2 separate regions of the Gossypium hirsutum genome follow, and region 1 is linked to region 2. A link is a contact called in public Hi-C data. All regions are on one chromosome and are shown on one strand. Each heading gives the region's core, a stretch centred on a gene start, on an enhancer-like site or on the middle of the called end of the contact. The rest is flanking DNA. Distances are from core to core; before and after follow the strand shown.

The links. Hi-C and Micro-C count contacts between places; a contact is called where the count stands out from the background.
Region 1: a contact with region 2 is called in a Hi-C map of leaf, with 2.2 times the contacts expected there. The contact joins two enhancer-like sites. A contact is called at or near these places in 2 of 34 Hi-C or Micro-C datasets (both in leaf).

Annotation. Positions count from the first base shown.
Region 1 is chrD09:36,900,359-36,905,003 of Gossypium_hirsutum_v2.1, forward strand. It overlaps the pseudogene LOC107891605. Among protein-coding and RNA genes, the nearest start is that of LOC121221539, 8.7 kb to the right of the region's middle. Within about 2 kb of position 2,528, at least 3 of the 9 cell types and tissues checked have an H3K27ac peak or open chromatin away from gene starts, as enhancers often do. A contact at or near this core is called in leaf, where this site is marked.
Region 2 is chrD09:36,821,671-36,826,535 of Gossypium_hirsutum_v2.1, forward strand. No RefSeq gene overlaps it. Among protein-coding and RNA genes, the nearest start is that of LOC107891602, 8.2 kb to the left of the region's middle. Within about 2 kb of position 1,696, at least 3 of the 9 cell types and tissues checked have an H3K27ac peak or open chromatin away from gene starts, as enhancers often do. A contact at or near this core is called in leaf, where this site is marked.

The sequences.
Region 1 (4,645 bases), core at 1,278-3,777, 80 kb after region 2:
GTCAGCTTATGAGATTCAAGTGAATAGAAAAAGATTTGCTTAGCTTGATGGCAAAGCTAATATGGAAAGTTCTTTAACATTCGAAGATCCAAACTTCTATCTGGTTAACTTGGAAAAGTAGAATTACGAGTAATTCAAATAGAAAGATAAGGTAACTTATCATGATTGATTCGTGGGAAAATATTGTGTGATCTATTTTTTCCTTAAATTATGGAACATTAACTATGCTTAATTTGAGTAGTATTGATGGCATAGATTGAAGTACATAATTTTTATATACTTAGGTTGAAGTTTCATCATGTACAATTGTTATGTGTGGATCTTCAATTCCACTATATACTATTGCTATGTGTTAATTTTAGTTTAATATGTTTATATTTTTTATTGATTTTGATTATGCTTTATAGCTGCTTAAGTATGAATTATTATGGATATATTTATAAACTCTAAAATAACTATACCCAATTTAGTTTATAAAAAAACAAAGCTGAAATTGGGAAATAAAAATACAAGATAAATTTCATTTTGAGGATGGTACAACTTTTGCTTTATTACCTTATTTTTGTTTGATTAGTTGTCTTTATTTTGGGCATAATTTCTTTGCTTTTCTTTTTTTTTTTTCAAATTTATAAACCCAATAATTGTGGGATCAATCATAAAAATTCACCATGGATCTCAATCCAATTCACTTTAAGTAAAAATCCAATTATTTATTAATAAAAAGAAACCTATTCACTTTAACATAATTCACTCCAATTATTAATAATAAAAAAAACGAATAGACCAAAATGACATGACAATATACAATAATTTTTTGGATGATGAGTAAAACAAAGTTTTTATATATATTTCGAAACATTGAAACGTTAAATTAATGGTGAAAATTATTTTTTATGGACAAATTATAAAAAAAGTTACTCAATTATACCTTTCGTTTTATTTTGGCCACCTAATTATTAATTTTTTCAATTTAATCACTAAATTTTTCGAAATTAAATATTTTAATTGCTTTGAGTTTATGTGGGCTTTTCTTTATTAGTCTAGTAACAAATTTAACCCTCTAATGTTTACATATTCTATCAAATTGATCCTAAATATAAAAACTTCAATAAATTTAGTCCTCAATGTTTACAAATTTTGTCATTTTAGTTGTAATTCTAAAAAAATTCAATAAATTTGGCCCTTAGTATTTACAAAATTTTTCAATTTAGTCCTAACTCTAAAATTTAAAAAAATATTTAAAAATGTTTTCATTTTTAGTCCTTTATAACCCAACTCACCCATGTGAGATATTAAAATAAGAAAAGAAAAACCCCTTTTTCAAGTCACTTGCAACAATTTCTTATACTATAATTTAGGCTTCACATTGGACCAAACCAATTGATTTGGAACCTATCTAGAATAACTGGTTGCATTACTACTCAAATAGGTAACGTTTTTAATGCCATTGTTTTTTTGTCGGATCTTAAATTTTTGTGTTTTGTCCCAACTTTTTAGAGTTATTTTGCAAGTGACTTGAAAGAGGGTACTCTTTTTCTTATTTTAATATCTCACATGGATTAGTCAATAGGTTATAAAAGGCTAAAAATGATTTTTTTAAAATGTCTTTTTTAATTTTTAGAGTTAGGACTAAATTGACAGGTTTTGTAAATGTTAATGGCCAAAATTATTGAATTTTTAAAAAATTAGAACTAAAATGATAAATTTTGTAAACGTTGAGGGTTAAATTTGTTGAATTTTTTATATTCAGGATCAAATTGATAGAATTTGTAAATATTAGAAGGCTAAATTTGTTATTAAACTGATAAAAAAGAGCTCACGTCGGCCTAATGTAACTAAAATATTTAATTTCGAAAAGTTTAATGACTAAATCAAAAAAATTAATAGTTGGTGACTATTTTTATAGTTTACTTATAAAAAAATAATTTTCCGTATGAATTTGACATTCCAAATCCATTTAACAGATAAATTTTAATAGAAGGACTAATTGACACGTTTCGAAATGTATAAAGATTAATTACTCAATTTTTCGGTAAAAGGGCCGAAATACAATCCAGACATAAATACAAGAACTACCCTAGTACTTTCACTCATCATCCCAACAATTATTCAGAAAGAGGTGAAGGAATCATGGCGTATGAATAAGAAGAATAAAACAACATGAGGAATAGTTAAAAACTTTAGAAAATTGTAGAAATTGCTGCTCTTGGGAGGAGAATAGGGATGGGATGGGATGGGATGGGATGGCAGTGAATCATGTGTTCCTAATCTATGTAAAATTTGAGTTTATTTATTATTATTCATATTACATTAAATTAAAAATACAAAAGATTCATATAATGAATATTTGAATATCACAAATGTCTGAATTGACCTTATCTATCGTCATTCTTAGCTGAGTAAGAAGAAATATGATCGTGAATGGAAAAATGTTACTTGTTTGACTATCGGAGCCAGCGCAATTTCCGAGAGTCATTTCCAAAAACAGGAAAAGTTTTTGACAATGGAGGGGTGATGATGAGTCAGCAATGGAAGTGGATAAAGCCCCGTTAGTGATGGGACGAAACCAAGTAAGAACACGTGGCCTGATGGGAGAGGTGGGCCCGAGGAAGCGACGAAACATCGCCGTTTGAAAGGTGCCCCAGACATTTTGCAACTATTTATAGGTTGTGATGGATATTTGAAAACACAACAACGTGTTTGCCTTCCCCCTTTTACACTCCCCCACTCTTTCCTCTCCTCTTTACTTCCCCCTTCACATATATCTTCCTTTTCATCTTCTTCCTCTTTCTTTTTCTTCAAATACTGCCCTCTAATTTTCTCTACTTCTTGTTAAAAAGAAAGGTGTTTTGGGAGTGTTTAATTATTGAAACAAAATGTGTGGGATTTTAGCTGTTTTGGGTTGTTCTGATGATTCTCAGGCAAAAAGGGTTCGAGTGCTGGAACTTTCCCGCAGGCAATTCATCTTTCTTTTTTCTTTTTTGCTAATTTTGATGTTTGTGTCTTTAAAATGGTTGCATAACATTTCTCCAATAGGTTTAGACAATGACAAAGTGTTTTTATGGTTTGTTGCTGTCAAAGATCAGCGAAAAAAAAAGACAGGGTTCGGGTGAAATTTAACAACCTTAAAACTTGGTCTTGAATTCTTGGTCATCTTTAAGCTATATCGGGTGTTTTGAAGCAGAGATACTCTGCAACTTGAAAACGATATAAAGGGACATAAGCAAAAAAAAGTGGCAGAGTCCATGTTTCAAGATGCTAGTTCAAGCAGCTCATGAACATAAAAGACTAATAAATTGAATTGAATTTATTGGTTAATGAGTTAGTGATTGTCCACGTTGATGATGGTTTACCAACAGGCTCAAGCACCGTGGTCCTGACTGGAGTGGCCTCTACCAACATGGAGACTGTTATTTGGCCCATCAACGCCTCGCCATCATTGATCCTGCTTCTGGTGACCAACCTCTCTTTAATGAAGACAAGTCTGTTGTTGTCACTGTAAGTCTCTCTCTCTTTGCTTCTTTTTATTTAATATTTCTCCAGTTCCACCCTATGGCCACTCATTTAACTTTTTCAACACTTGAGGACTGCCTAATTGGTCAATTCTGTGCTGAAAACTAGGTGAATGGAGAGATTTACAACCATGAAGAACTGAGGAAGAAGTTGGCCAACCACAAGTTCAGGACTGGCAGTGACTGTGATGTTATTGCCCATCTGGTGAGTCTCCATGGATAGAGCTAATTTTTTTGGTCTGAAGTTTCTATTTTGTTTTGTGAATGATTGCCTAATAAGTACTTGACCTATATGATAGTATGAGGAGTATGGTGAAGACTTTGTGGATATGTTGGATGGAATCTTCTCATTTGTGCTGCTGGATACCCGTGACAACAGCTTCATCGTTGCACGCGATGCTATCGGTGTCACCTCCCTCTATATTGGCTGGGGACTTGATGGTATTAAATCTAGGTTTTTTTTTCTCAGTTGCAAGTAATTTGGGTTGAAACTGGTTTTTGCTAATTTAATTTCTACTTCTTATAACCAGGTTCGGTTTGGATATCGTCGGAATTGAAAGGGTTGAATGATGACTGTGAACACTTTGAAAGCTTTCCCCCTGGTCACTTGTACTCTAGCAAATCAGGAGGATTTAGAAGGTGGTACAATCCACCTTGGTTCTCTGAGGCCATTCCATCGGTTCCATATGATCCCCTAGTACTTAGACGTGCCTTTGAAAATGTAAAACTGATTACTTGCCGCCCAAGAAGCACTTTATGCTTTTGGACTAAAGAAATAAATATATTTTTTCTGTAGTTTTGGCTTACGGGTTGTATCAAATATGTTTACTGGCGGTGACCGAAAGACTGATGACTGATGTGCCTTTCGGAGTTTTGCTATCTGGAGGACTTGATTCATCATTGGTTGCTTCTATCACTGCTCGGTATTTAGCTGGTACCAAGGCTGCCAAACATTGGGGAGCTCAGCTCCATTATTTCTGCGTTGGCCTAGAGGTAAGTTGTAAAGTATAAGGATGAACCCTTAAAGCTCTAGAGGATTTGAATGATTCTTAAAACTTGATTGTCAATTTCTCTGCAGGGTTCACCAGATTTGAAGGCAGCAAGGGAGGTTGCAGACTATCTGGGAACAGTCC
Region 2 (4,865 bases), core at 446-2,945:
CGAGTGGTGGAGTAAAACATGCCAACCGTGAAGCAATGATGGATTTAACAATATCCACTTCTGCCCCTCCATTATCATCCTTAAACTTTTCATAAAATGAAAAGTTCCTAAAATATATTCCAAAATGATGAGAAATGATTCCAAAAATGAAAGTTTACCAAAAAGGTTTCGAAAAATAGAAAATCACTTAACAAGTTAAAAAAAATTCCAGCTGATTGAGTTTTAGTTCAATTGGCATTAGCATTGTTGCCAATGCAGGAGGACATGGATTCAAGCACGCTCAATTAGTGATGTGGCATGCACACATCAACAAGTTTTTTTACAATTGGACAAGTGTTATATTGTTTTTTTTTGTCTATTTTAAATATACAAAAAAATGACATTATTATATGTTCAAAATAAAAATAAGTGACGCCAAATTTCTTGAAAGAATAAACCAAAAAAATGTTGGTCACAGTAGAAAAAGTAAGCATTTCAAAAAGTCAAAATATAAAATTATAGTATAGGGACCAAATTTTAAAAGAAACATAGTATAGGGATCTTCTATAGAATTTATCCTTTAAAAGTTAAAGCCCTTATGTTTGGACATTTTCGGTCAGCTTGAAAGCATGACCAAAGGGTTGGGCCTAATATTAGGAGATGCTCTTTTTCAGCTGAAATCAGCTTTCATAAGGCCCACTCTACGCCCAAGGGTTAACTTAAAAGGACTTTTCTGAGGCTACTTGGACCGTCATCATTTGTACATATTTATTTTTTCATTAAGTGACAGTTTGAAGTGTTTAAGGAGGAAGTTAGGTCGGGGTCATGTTATTCCATATCATAAATATGATGTATGATTATTTAAGTACATATTTCTCTATTTTTAAAAATAATAATGATCTCATATAATATTTAATAATGACATGATATCTTTTTACTATCATTATATATTTTCTATTAAAATTTTAAGCATAAATAGCTTAGTATAGTTAGTATATTATATTAATTTTTATATGATATAAAATACATTAAACAAAAAAGAAGAAAAAAAAACATATAATAAATTTGAAAACGATTAAAGAAGAATTAAGTTTTTCGAGCTTTAAATATTAGAACTTTAACTCAATTCATTTCTTAAATAGGTCTAATGTTTTATCCGAATTTTTTTTTGACTTAACATTTTTATCCAAATCCTTTAAAATATTAAAGGAATTGAACCGATAACTCGGTCCCTTGATAAGTTTAAATTTAAGTAAGAAGTGATTAATTTTCTTCTCTTTTTATTTGAATTAAACATTCATTTTATTGTTTTAAACGTGAATGCATAAACAAGAAGCAGGAGTGGTATAGAAGTTGATGGAAAATGAATTCATATTGATAATTCCAATTTATGGTTTTTCAAAGATGTCTTTATATAAAGATAAGATGTTTGTTGGAAAGTAATCATGGTCTTCCACTTGAATAAAATTATGTTACTTGTTTAGCTTCATACTCATCATATCTGTTTTTTTTTATATAATATTTAGAATTACTCATAGTCGCTCATCAACCCATACATAGGAAGACAATATGCTTCAGTGCACTCAAACCCACGTCTTACTGTATTAATAATAATACTTACATTAATTAAATTAAGATTCAATCCAACACTCAAACAATACATATAGTGGGGAAGGAAATGAAAAGCCACAATAATTGTAGGAGTTTGAGATTAGGGATAATTGAGAGAAAAAAAGGGAGTGGTGGATAGGGAATAGGGATAAGATATATGGAGCAATGTCTGGTCGTCGCATCTTCCAAGAAAAACCCATCCTTCATAATCAAACTCTTTTGGTGATTAAGATCAAACATAACGTGCTATTCCTTCTTTCTTATTATATTTTGATATGGACCACCATCGGCATCGCCTTCTCAGTTTCAACCTTTTCTTGCTTCTTAATGTAGGAATAAGTCAAATTTATAATATCTAAGTAATTTATAATTATGTCATGAGAATAACTACATTAAAAAGATAATATTTAAGAAATATTTGAAAAGTAATTGAAAGCAATCAAAATATGGACACTAATTTAGACATAAGTAGAATGAGAAACCAAAATTGTTAAGATTAATCAGTAGTAATAATAGGAATAAAAATAGGAGAAAATTTGTTAGATAATGTGTTTATTATTATTATTAATATTTTAATACCTAATATGTTAATGTAGTGTGGCCGCGCGCAAAGCAGATGGACAAATGAAATTGATAAGAGAGAAATGCTTCAAAACTTATATGGAATGGTAGACAGGGATCTCTATTTGGACCTTACCTACCCAACAATTCTTTTTTTTATTATTATTATTATTAAAATATTATTGCGTCATTGTCAATCCATATAATTTTTAGGAATAAAATATTATTAGCACTTAACTCACTCAAGTGATATCAATGAGAATGTATTATTTGGCCAAAACTTTGACATTTCAATATTCATTAGGACTTGTGTAATTACTTCAATTATGGTATCAACTTGAAAACTCATTAGGAAAAAGAAAGTGTTGTTAATCTTCTTTCTCCTCAATAATTGAACACACCTTTCTTTTTTTAATGTATATACTTCTTTGCTCTCTTCACCAACCTTGTCCACTACATCTGTTTCAGCCTTTTACTTTAGGCTTCTCCATAGGATCCTTTGTTTCTTCAACCCTAGGCACCTCTCAATAGTTTGGTTGTTATGATCATGCAAATAGTGTATATCAATTCCGCTCAAAAATAAATATTTCTTTTGAGTACATAATATCATTGTTAAATAATAATTACAGTGAAATAAATCTGTTAAGAAGTATTTCGAGGATCAAACCTATAAAAAAATATCACATACGGTATCAACTAATTGCTTGACTCACTAATTAATCTAAGCTGCTAATATAAGTAAGAAGATAGTTAAATAATGCAAACATCAACCACTAGGCAAAACAATAAAAATACAAAACTACTATCCAACCTTAAGTCAGTACGATAATGGTTAAGGATATCCTTCAGTTAATGACAATTAATAGCTCAATTCAAATTCAACTAAATCTAGGATTAATGATATGGATGCATCTCTAAATTTAGACCAAGTGCTAAAAGAACAAGTGTCATTGCCACATTTTTGCCCAACACCTCCAATTAGTTTAACGGTTTAATAACCTTGTACTAAGTGTAAATGTGATCTTTAGATATCTTTTTTACCTGAAACTACTCTTGGGTAATTTTTGGACAAGATAGATAAGATCAACCTACTTTCCTTTTAGAATTTCTATTAACCTAGTTGTTACTAAGAATGAATGCATAAACACAAATAAGAAAATTAAATTGCAGTCTTATTGCTAAAGCCACTTTTATTCATATTTGAATTATTGCACTCTTAACTTAGGAAATTCAACTCAATGTAAATTGGCAAACAACATAAAATATATCTAATCCAAGTATGACAATAAAAAATTAAATAAAACTAAGAAAATTTGATAATAAATAATCTCCAAATTGTTATTGCAATTCACAAGAAAATTGAGAGTTGAATATATAAACCACTACAAAACTCAAAGCTAATTAAGAAAACCTAATTAGATGTCTCAAAGAGTTCTCAAAAGCCTCCTTGTTTCTGCTAATTACAACCCTAATTTATCTACTTAACCCCAAAATGTTTAGGCTTAAGCTAATGATAAAAATTCATCAAGCATTGAGCATCTAAAGAAAACAAGGGTATGATTAGAGCTATAAGCTCATTGGGCAAGAATATTCAAACAAATGATAAGGTTAAACAAGGAAAAAAAAAACCTTATACATTCCCTTGTTGACACGTGCAGCACGATGGATGCTTTTTTTCTTCTTCTTCTTTTTTAATAAAATGGTTAAATTTCAATTTTATTCTTTTTATTATGCTTAATTAAATTTGAAATTTAATCTATATACTTTAATTTCTAACTTGATCTTTATATTTTTATAGTATTATTAATTACTTCAAATAGTTAATATTGTTAACTTTTTAATTAAGATGTTAGGATTTGTAATGTTATTAATTATTTCAAATACTTACCTTTTTATATCTTAAAGACTAACACATGATTTCTCATTTCTTTTGGCTTTTTTTTTCTTTTTTACATTATAGAAAAATGCTTAAATTTCAATTTTGACCCCTATACTATTATAGAACTTGAGATTTGATCTATATAATTTAATTTTTGACATAATTTGACCCCTCTACTTTTATAATGTCATTAGTTACCCTAAATAGTTAATATTGTTAACTATTTCAATCAAAAGGCTCATACAAATTTTTCTTAAGAATAATAATATTTCAATTAATGATAGATTCGAATGAATGTTTTTAAGAAAATAATTCACAACAATATTTTCAATATTATTTTTATTGTTACATAAATATGAAGTAAATAAACTTTAATTTTAAAAGTAATATTAATTAAGCTTTTAAATTAAAAAAATAAAAGACGTAAAATCTTAAAAATAAAAATAAATCAAATACTTAAAACTTATTTAACTTTCCACAAATAAATGAATGGACAATTATAGTAGTGAAACTTTAAAGGAAGCTCCATTTGATTCAATTTGGAAGAACACAAATAGCAAAAAGAGTTGTTGTAAAAATGTTGAAGAATATGCAGAAGATAAGATTGAGAAGCTTGGAATTTATCCATTCATGGATGACACAACGCTGACAACGATAACAAGGGGAATTGTATGAAGAAACGTGGAAAGGGCGTTTGGCACTGCAATGATAAGCACAGTTTGTTTTGGGATGACAACCACAAGGTCTCTTTATCTTTTCAATTATTTAAACTCATTACTCCCATGCAACCCTTTTTCTTTTTTAATTTATTAGCAAATCATAATTTTAATTAAAC